Linked DNA regions of Hordeum vulgare: region 2 is linked to region 1. The links are chromatin contacts, called in public Hi-C maps. All regions are on one chromosome and are shown on one strand. Each heading gives the region's core, a stretch centred on a gene start, on an enhancer-like site or on the middle of the called end of the contact. The rest is flanking DNA. Distances are from core to core; before and after follow the strand shown. Region 1 holds the start of LOC123425285. Region 2 has its middle 18 kb from the start of LOC123425289.

The links. Hi-C and Micro-C count contacts between places; a contact is called where the count stands out from the background.
Region 2: a Hi-C map of seedling shows a contact between it and region 1, with 3 times the contacts expected there. The contact joins the enhancer-like site here to the promoter of LOC123425285 in region 1. A contact is called at or near these places in 2 of 6 Hi-C or Micro-C datasets (leaf and seedling).

What each region holds. Positions count from the first base shown.
Region 1 is chr2H:41,777,475-41,782,469 of MorexV3_pseudomolecules_assembly, forward strand. LOC123425285 reads left to right here and starts at 2,880. Exons shown (of 6, transcript XM_045108966.1): 1 at 2,880-3,056. The coding sequence starts at 2,880.
Region 2 is chr2H:41,977,533-41,982,966 of MorexV3_pseudomolecules_assembly, forward strand. No RefSeq gene overlaps it. Among protein-coding and RNA genes, the nearest start is that of LOC123425289, 18 kb to the right of the region's middle. Within about 2 kb of position 2,284, at least 2 of the 3 cell types and tissues checked have open chromatin away from gene starts, as enhancers often do. A contact at or near this core is called in seedling, where this site is marked.

The DNA.
Region 1 (4,995 bases), core at 1,630-4,129:
ACAAACCATCTCAACCCAACAATGTAGATTACTTCAATGGTGAGCGCTCCACATGTTTGCATTGTACAAAATGACGATGTTAATGTTAACCATATAATTAATGCACAATTGCCCTACATACTACCTCCTTAATGGTTTAACACTTGTGCGTACATCCAGATTGAGAAATAGACCATCCTAATACAAGTTATGTATCACAAAAAAATATTATTAAAAACTTCAAATCATATACTCCCTCCGTTTCAAAATAAGTGACTCAAAAATGATTCAACTTTGCATTAACTTTAATACAAAGTTGAGTCACTTTTAAATCATTTATTTTGGGACGGAGGAAGTACTTTCTAACGGTATAACTTTTATACTATATAACTCATCTTATGTTGGTCAAATTATAAATCTACGGATATGCACAAGCCTTACAAACTCAGAAAGCATATAGTAGTATTGACTTGCAATTGACGTCCTATCTAATGTCAACATGAATTGCATGCACACATTTAGTAGTAGTAGTCGTCTTCTTAAAGCATCTTCAACAGGCGCTCAAAAAAAATCTCACACGTTAAAAATTGGTGCTTTTATGTGTCCGAGACAAAAAAACAGTGCTCCGATAGAAGCTGTAAAATACAACGCGCATAAAAAATGCAGAAGCTGTGTATTAGGGGCGTCTAATTATACGTGCTGGTCGCTGCAGGTGGGGCCGTCGAATTGGGCATCATGTTTTGTGACGTCTGTTGAAGCAAACACCCTCCAACACACTGAAAAACATTATTTTAACATTGTATAATTTTTTTAGCGTGCCAGTTGGAGATGCTGGACCTATTTAGAAAAAACTAAAAGCAAAATATAGCGAAGAAGAGACGAAGGACTGCGCATTTCATGCATGCAAGACAAAATGTCAGATTTTACATGGATACTGCCCAAACGCATTTATGCATGCGAGTACTTTGCTCGCTCGCGCAGGCACATAGAACAAGCCCAGGACAGCCCGCGCTCACGAGATGTTTGTCAAAATTCCATGCGGCCAAAACGTAACCGCAGCGGCGCGTACGTCCACGGCAGGCCGGGGCGGTGGCGCATGCGCATACCGTCGGTCTCACTCTCACGTGGGCCGGCCTCCAGCCGAGGCCGAGGCCGAGGCCGAGCTCCCCAGTAAAATAGATAGGGGAGTGCGGGCGCGGAATGTCGCTGCCACCGGGGACAGAGCGAACGGAAACATGCCTCCAAAACACCGCAGGGCTGATGGGATGCCACGGGCATGGAATGTAGTTTCCCGTGCTGGTTTCTGGCCGCTCTGCTCATGGGCCACGGCAGCCGCATGCAGCGCCCAGAGCAGGGTCACATTCCCCTCCCACCCGGGTTTCCGGCGAGCGGCGTGCCTTCATAGGATCCGCGTGCAAGGGAATCCGCCGTCCGTCCTCGATAGCGCGTGTCAGCCAGTGCGCATGCATGCATGTGATCCGCGGAGCTAGGGCGCTGGATTGGGAGTACGCCGGGGCAGAGGCCGCATGCATGCATGGTTCCGGGCGGGCGGCCAATGGCGGAGCGCCCTGGCGGTCACGAGAGCGCGCGCGTGCATGGACGGGCGCGCGCGGGCGTACGGCGAGCTCTGCTCCCCCCCGCCCCGCGCCCATGGCGTAGGCATGCGTCGACACGGTCATGTGACCGAGGTCCAAGTACACGCCTAGCTGTGACCGCTGAGGCCGATCGATCGATGGACGCCTCCCACTGGGGATTGGACGGGGGCGCACGCTTATCGATCGATCGGTCGAACTGACCACGTCCGGACACCAGCTCATCCATATAGAGGAGCATATAGAGGCAAGATGGTTATTACCGGACACGGTGCCACCTTTGGCAGGAGCCCGTGATCTCAACATCTGGTCGAAAACAAAGCCAGACAGCCTGATTCAAATACAAATGTGCGTCTAGTTTTTCTTTTCCCCAACCGGGCATCCCTCTTTCAATTAATTTCTTATAATAGAAATACAAAGTTCAGCGGCCTCATACAAGCATGGAGAAGGAGAAGGGAAAGAAGGAAAGCGAGTTGGCAACTCATCGCCATAAAACCCATTGCAAATGCTCGTCTTGAAACATTCGCTACGGGGCGAAAACCTGACAACACAGTTGTTGCGTACTTGTAAGTTGGGTCTGTTCATACGTCAAAGACCGCCCTCTAATAAGTACTACCTCCGTCCAAGTGTATAGGACATGCGCGTAGTTCTAGGTTATCAATTTAACTAGCTAAATATATATTATATGTGATAAAAATTATATATTCAGAAACTACATCTTCACATGAATATAATGATATATTATTTGTTACATATAATACATATTTAAATAGTAAATTAATGACCTAGAACTACGCGCATGCCCTATACACTTGGACGGAGGGAGTAGTCTCTCTGTACCAAAATAGTTATAGTATAATATAATTATTTAAGAAAGGGGGAGTATTAATTAGGTTTTAATTTGGGGCTCAACAAACACCAATCCTATGCAATGCATGCCGTTGTCAGCTGGTCATTGATCAATTCCCTACGGAGACCGCGGCCGTACGTACTAGGTCAATAAATCTCGGTCCTCCACCACCAGTCCAAGACCACGACCCAGTCAATCAGTACCAAGAACAAGAAGACGCGTACGTACGTCCCTCTCGGATTAAAGAAACCACAACGCATCCCGATCGATCGGCGTTCGACACCGCATGCAAGCCCCGGCCGATCTTCCCCCGGATACACGGATGGAATTCCGGCCGATCGAGAGCTCTCCCTCGTCCTTGGTACGCGCTCATCCCACACCACCATAGGTCGCTGCTCCTTCGATCGATCGTTGCCCGCGCGCCGCTCCGCGCCGCGCCGACGACCTGATGGCATGGCATGCGGCGCGCGCGGCCGGAGGCCGGGGAGCTCAACCCTACACGCCACCGAACGTGCGCGCGCCATCCCGACGTAAATAAGACGCGCGCATGTGTGTCTCCAGTGAAGAATGATGAGTTGGAGCCGGAGCCGGAGCCGTCGACCAGACTGTACGCGTGGGTGCGGGTGCGGGTGCGGGTGCGTGGGTGTACGTATGCGCGGCGTACGTACATGCCATGTTAGTGGTGGCGCCCGCGCGGCGAATGAGCCACGCGACCCGTGCGTCGACGAGGGGAAAGGGCCGCGCGGCCCGTGCCACGCATGCCGCCATGGACGGGCCAGCAAGCCTACAACGTACGTACAGTACACGGGGGCATATTCCAACCTTTCCAACTTGTCCACTTTCGGTTTTACTTTAATTCCCTTTCCGAAATGGGGGCTGGCGCTTCCCCAAAATGTTTTCGACTAGATTAATGCATGCGCATCGCTCTCCCGGCCCGACTGCCCAAAGAAGAGAGGAGGGGTTCAAACCAGCCTCCACCAAGGTTTCCCCTTCCCGTACGTCTTGGGGGAAAAGCACCGTCGGGCACCAAAAGGACCTGCATATGAAATGTGAAATCTGTTGAATTCATCGCGGATACAATGTACCCGAGTCTATGTGTCATTTCTCTTAATTACTGAGAGATATTGGAACCCGACTAAGAGAGTCATAGCAGAAGAATAAACCTATTGTTTTAAGAGGACAAAATCTCCACCATTATTTTTGTTGCACCTTAATTAACCCTTGGATGCATTCGAGTGGATAGCTAGTGGGGCGGTTTCACTACAACCCTTCATGAATAAAACCTAGTTTTGAAACTTACTTTTTAGTTTTAGTGCTGCATGATTCCAGTGTTTTAGAAGATGCTGTGTTTGTATGTATTATCTATCTTTCTTTTTTCATATGATTAACTCATTGGCTCTGTTCCATCATCAGAAGATAACAAAAGAACATCATCATCCAGTGCATGCAAAAGGAAAACAAGTCTTTAACAAACTAGGTGCCACCTAATGCTAACGCGTACTTAACAGTAGATGTTTATGGAAATAAAGAGGCAGCAAAAGCTGATTACATACAACACCCCAGGGCTACACCACCCTTCATCCAAACCGGGGCCAAAATAACAATTGAATAGCTAGATTACCATAACAAAAAGGCTATTAGAGGGGCATCAGGTCAACTAACATTCTATTTAACATGGCGAGTGATAGGAACTTCAATCCTTAGTATCCCATCGTCGGGTTGACCAAGAAAGTGGCCCTCTACTTGAAAATTCTGCAAAACACTACCCCCAAGGAACAAGCACCTCCCACAGTACCGCTCCTTCTCAGAGTGTAAACTTAGAGCATCTATGGAAGATCCCCTAAAACTGAAATTTGAGGAGTAAAAGCGACATTTAGGTCAAAGAGGGCCCAAGCAGAAGACCCCCTAAACTAGAAATTTACAAAATTTGAGTTTCGACCCCCCAAACTTGCCCCCTCCCACAAATTTAGTATGCAAATGCTCGGTGGACCAAACCTCAAGCACCTCTCCCTATCACCCTGGCGTTACCTGCCTACCCCGCTGCCGTCGGACGTCCCTTCCTCGATGACCTGCAAAATAGGTAGGTTGTCCCTTTGGACACCAACACTAGCGCCGGAGACCCACCAATAACCACAAATTCAGCGGCACAACCACCGAAAAGGCGGTGTCAGGGGACGAAGCTCACCAATAGGAAAGCATCGACGACGCTCGTAGGCAAAACCCTCCGACACTACCAATGTACCGACCAGGCGACGCTCATAGGAATCATCGACCAACGGAAAAGGCAGTGGTAGACACAACAACACTGGCAGAGAAAAATAAGAATGTTGCTACCTTTTCACTTCCCCCTTGACTTGCACGGCTCCGTCAAGTGTTACATCGCCTCCTGCTACCACACATGCAACCCCTCTGTAGCTGGTGGTCGAGGACAGGATGGATTCAGAAGCTGCAAGAAGCGGCGGTGGCATGCTCAATGAAATGCCTCAAATGTTTTTTTTTCCTCTTTTCGATTTATTGTTTGCATTTTCTTAGTATATGGGTGCGTTGTTTGATATTGATTGCTAGGTTCTTGCT
Region 2 (5,434 bases), core at 1,034-3,533, 200 kb after region 1:
CTCCTCAAAAAAAACTCGCCTCCTCGGCTCCTCCCCTAAATTCTCCAATCGACGCTCCCGTGCACTTCCAAATTCGGGGTGGTGCTCCCGTGCATCCATTAATGAAGACCGATGGTGCTATTCTTTTCCCCAGTCACCTCTCATTACATCCTCAAAGTTCCCCATCAATAGACGTTTGAGACATCACCACATCAGAGATGGTACGTCTCCCTCCTTCGCCTAATCAAGTACTCTTAATTTTTATTTGTGCCCCATATTGTCGTCTCGTCCGAGGGCCCCGAATATGTATAGGCCGGCCCTGTCCATAGCCCGTTGATCCGTTAGTTGACGTGAGACATTCTTTTCCACTTTGACTCCATTTGATCTCTACCACCATATTCTATTCCATCCATATGTCATATCCATGATTCACGCTCATATATTTAGTGAGGCTGAAAATATTAAAGCGTCTTAGAAATACGATTCAATTGTGTGACTTAACACCGAGGTGCTCATGATTTATACTGATGTGGTAAGGACGGAGTCATGCCATTGCTATTATAATAAAATGAATAGGGATAACATTTTTTAAGAATCATATCTATACCTAATAATAAAGCAGCTATTGCTTCCGTCGGAAAACCCACCACGACATTTTTATAAAAAAAAAGCTCCTCTAATTTTTGTTATTCAACCCGCGCTCCATCATTTATCTGCAACGCAAAAAAATCGCTACAAAAATTATACCCGTACGCATCGCCTCCTCCCGTCGACCCTGGGCCACCCTAGCCTGTGCCCAGGCCGCCGCCACATCACTCGCCGCCGCGGCCGACCTCAACCGCCACCGCTGCCGATCTCAACCCACCCGCCTCCGCGGTTGTACCTCTCCCCGCTCACTGCCCCCATTGCGGCGCTCGAGCGCATCGCGTCGACCCTGGTCCACCCTGGCCTGTGCCCAGGCCGTTGCCACACCACTCGCCGCCGCGGCCGACCTCAACCACCACTGTTGTCGATCTCAACCCACCCGCCTCCGCGGTCGTACCTCTGCCCACTTGCTGCCCCCGTTTCGGCGCTCGAGCACAGCTTCTGGATCAAATCAACGTGACAGCTACAACGACTTGGGATGATGTGTCTGCTCGATGCAGAACGGCGGCGGCGCGCGGATAAGGTGCGGCGAAGCGAAGTACTTGCAGGTGGAGGCGGGCCTCCATGGTTCACACGGGAAACTCTGAGGTTATGGTGCGGCAACGACGACTCCTTATGGCCAGATAGAGGCGTCTAACCCTTGCTCCCCTCATCGTATCCCCTCCTCCGGCAGGAACTCATCATCTGGTGAGATCCCCTCCCCATGCCTCCAACCGTGTGCCAAGCACCGGCAAGAAATTTTGTTTTGTGGGAATTTGTTTGCTGATGAATGAATGTATTGAATGAAAGATTGCATTGTTGTAGAGAGAGAGAATGGAACACCACCTTCAGTTTGTCATCTGATCCCACATTCTCTACCCCATGAGTGAAATAAGATAACAGTCCATTGATCAATTCACGTAGCCTCTTTGTTTTGCTTTGCTTGTCCCGCTCAATTTCTCATCATGGTGGAATTAACAATGAACGGGTTGATTTCTAAATAAAATAAGATAGGACTGACTACATTAGTTAGTTAGCTTATTATTTTAATAAATCAAAATGATTATAAAAATATTAAAAACGTGTGGTATTTTTTTCTCCCGTTGCAACGCACGGGCCCTTTTGCTAGTATTTTAAATATGAATGATTATGTTGTTTATGTTTATTGATATTATTATGTTGATATATATTAGTTCATCTTCTCTTAAGATCATACCTAAGAAAGAACGGCGCACAAACATGTGACCGACCGTGGATTCTCTTGCCGTACTTCTCGGTCGGATCCAATACTACTCCTGATGAATCCTGATCGAGCCATGTTAACGTCAGCAAACAGTTGAGCTCCTCATCAAATATATGCATGGCTTGGAGCTGCTTGACTGTTGATCGAGTACTCTCTAACTAGCTGCGACCTGCGAGCCTGCCACACTGTAGTAGTGGACTAGCAGAAACTTTGCCTCTACAGCTGCTAATTCGCTATGCAGCCAAGTCCCATATGCTAATGGCAGCGGGCAGGAAAGAGATGAAGGAATCCAATGCACGCATGATCACCTCTAGGTACCAACAAAACAAGGATGGCTCCAACAATCATGGAGGGTAGCCAACGAGAAGACATGGGAACGGATTGGAGAGCCACTGGACACTCACGCTGCCCTGGCTCCATCTTCACACATCACACCGCACACCTGTCGTCTACCCTAACCCCACGACGACGCGGACGCGGCACGAGCTTGTCAGCGAGGAAGAGAACAAGGGCGGCGCCATTGCGTTCTGGAGGGCACGCGAACCTGATGCGCCTACTATGCTCTCGTGATCACTCATCAGTTGGAGCAAGACAGGAATATCTCTTGGAGTGGAGGCGAACCGACCGAACGATCGAACAAACAAAACGATGCCGCTGCCGCTACCGCATGCGGATGTCTCGAAGGACGAGAGCGACGCAGGGAATATTACGTCCATCCATGATCCATGTGATGGGGGCGAGCCAGCTCAGCTCACAATGCTCCTGGCCTGGCTGCTATGCATCATCCATGAGATGGTATGTATGCATCTGCTGATCTCATATATGACCCTTGATTATCACGAGGAGTGCACGAGAGAGAGTCTAATCTGAGCTGTGAAGAAGTCTAGAGACGTTTTCTGCTTCTTGGTTTCTTCTGAATCCCGGTGTCAAGCAGTGCACCAGACGACAGTGTAGACTAGTAGTAGCAGCATAGCACTGTGCTCAGCGTGTTGCCTGTGAACGTCACTGATGTACACTGCGCTGCAGGTTGTGGCATGCAAGCACCCGGCCTATATGGATCACGAGAGGGGTCTGGCCTGCATGCGATTCTGCCTGGCAGCGTCCTCTTCATTCAGAGACAATTCGCTCGAGTCCAGAGGCCGCGCGGGCAAGCGAGCAGCTTTTGCCAGCTCAGGCAGGTTTGGCAGCGGCGAGACCGATCGATGTTGCTAGTGAGGCGACAAGGATGGTACTCATCCGTGCAACTCTCCACTGGCTTCTCTGCTGGATTTGACACGCGGTTGGAATCGACGATCACGTACCAAATGGTCTGCCCGCCGAGGAATCTGGTAAAGGCCGCGCACCCAATCCTTGATCGACACCCCATCCGTGATAGGTAGATCTAATCACGTAGGAGTTCTCGGTGAACTGCTGCTGCCTCAGAAATTAGTATAGCTAATAGAGAATTAGAGATAGGGTAAAGACATGCACGGTCGATCCTGTCCATGGCGCCGGCATGGAAAAAATTCACCGCCCCTCCTGCAAGAAGATTGCGATTTGCTTCATAGTGTGAATCTGATGTGGTACTGGTACAGGACTCAGACTGCATGCAATGTGTGTCCTCGGACAACATTAACTGCAGTGCTCTACTGTGCAGAATTCAGAGTTAGCTAACTCACTGCTTCAGGTCGCCTATTGGAAGCCCGTGCAGAAGAACCAGCGCCCACAAGCCCTGCAAAATGGGCCGGCCCAGTTTCAGGATGGAACTTTTTATAGAATAACCCAAAAAAAAGTGAACACAAAAAAGTTACCAAAAGCGAAAAATTGTTCACAAATTTTTAAAGAAAATTTCACAAATTTAAAAAAATTCACTGTCATCTAAAGAAAGTCAAAAAAATTAAAAATTTTACGGATTTTGAAAACTAGTTCATGAATTTTAAAAAAGTTTTTATAAGTTTATTGAACTGAAAATAGAGTTCACAAATCTTTAAAAAGTTCATCATTTTTTAAAAAATTTCATCCACTTAATAATAAAGTTCATCAAATTTCAAAAAAAACATCAAAATTTGCAAAATGATAATCGATATTCAAAATATTTCATGGAATTTTAATAAAAAATCCATAAAATTTTGAAAAGTGTTCATTGATATGGAAAAATGTTTTTTGTTTCAAAAAGGTTAAACAAAAATTATCTAAAAATAAAATGAAAATGAAAAAGTAATAAAAAGAGTAAAGAAAAGAAACAAAAATAGAAGAAAAATAAGGCCTGAAAAAACCATCTAGGAAGCTTCCGGAAACCTCACAAAACCAGAAAAACCTTCCTCCCGCTGGGCCCGCCCATGAACGAACCCACCAGGTGCGGCTTAAGAAAAATGCACTTTAACCGGCGCCTGCAGCACCAAATAAGATTTGCTCCAAAACCTGAAGAGAAAATAGAGGAAGCTCTGCCTAAAGCAGGATCGAACGGGCCGGCCCACTCAGCCCCCGAGAATTGTTTTTTTTTTCTCTCCAGGTTTTTAGTTGGTTTTTTACCCAGGAAACCGGCTGTTCTTTCTTAGGAGCTACACCCTCGTTCCTAAATATAGGTTTTTATAGAGATTTCATTACAGACTACATACGGAACAAACCGAGTAATTCTATATAATAAAATATGTCTATATACATCCGTATATAGTCTGTAGTGTAATTTTTCAAAAGCCTTATATTTACGAACGGATCGAGTAGATAACTAAAAACTTACAAAAGATGTAAACTTATAATTTATAAAACAGCTCGTTATATTTTTAAGAAAATCACTGCATATCCTGTATATTAATAACATGTTCATTGTGTATTAAGAATTGTCATGCAATTTAAAAGGTTCATTCTATATTAAAAAATGTTCAGTGTATTGTATATTAAAAAAAGTTAAGCATATTCGAAAAACGATCAGTGTATAATATAAAAATAGCCAACATATACTAACAAATGTAGTTTGTATTTCAAAAATATTCAGTACATATTACAAAACTATAGAAGCAAAAATAGAAAATAAACAGAAAAAATGAAGAACAGCCGAACTTGAAAAGTTGAAAAAAATAGAAAATAAAAATAGAAAACCGAACAAAAAAGAGCATGTGCGTTGCAAAGGGAGATTAAAAAAATATCACACACCCCTAATCACCATCAACTTGAATCATATGTTAGATGTCAAAAACCACCAGATTTTCAATACAATAACAAATGAATCCTTTCCAAGTAGTATCATTTATATTTTGCAACACAATCCCACAAAAAGAAAAGGCCGCCACCAATAGATTTATATTTGTATGAGGCACATGGATTTCTTTAAAGGAACGATGTGGGACTATTTTTCTTATGCATCTTTCCAACTCTTTTCTTACGCATCTTTCTAATGGTATGGATTTCTTTAAAGGAACGATGTGGGACTATGTTTCTTTATTTTTTGTTTTGAGGCAAGACTATTTTTCTTAGTGGTACTTATAGTTAGCTAATTAGGCTCACGGCCCAGAAAAGGCCCAGCAGTGCAGCTATATTTTGCTATACCCAGCGGTGCTTTTTTGAAGCCCAACAATGTATGATTTGGAGTTTTAACTTCTCTGGGTTTGT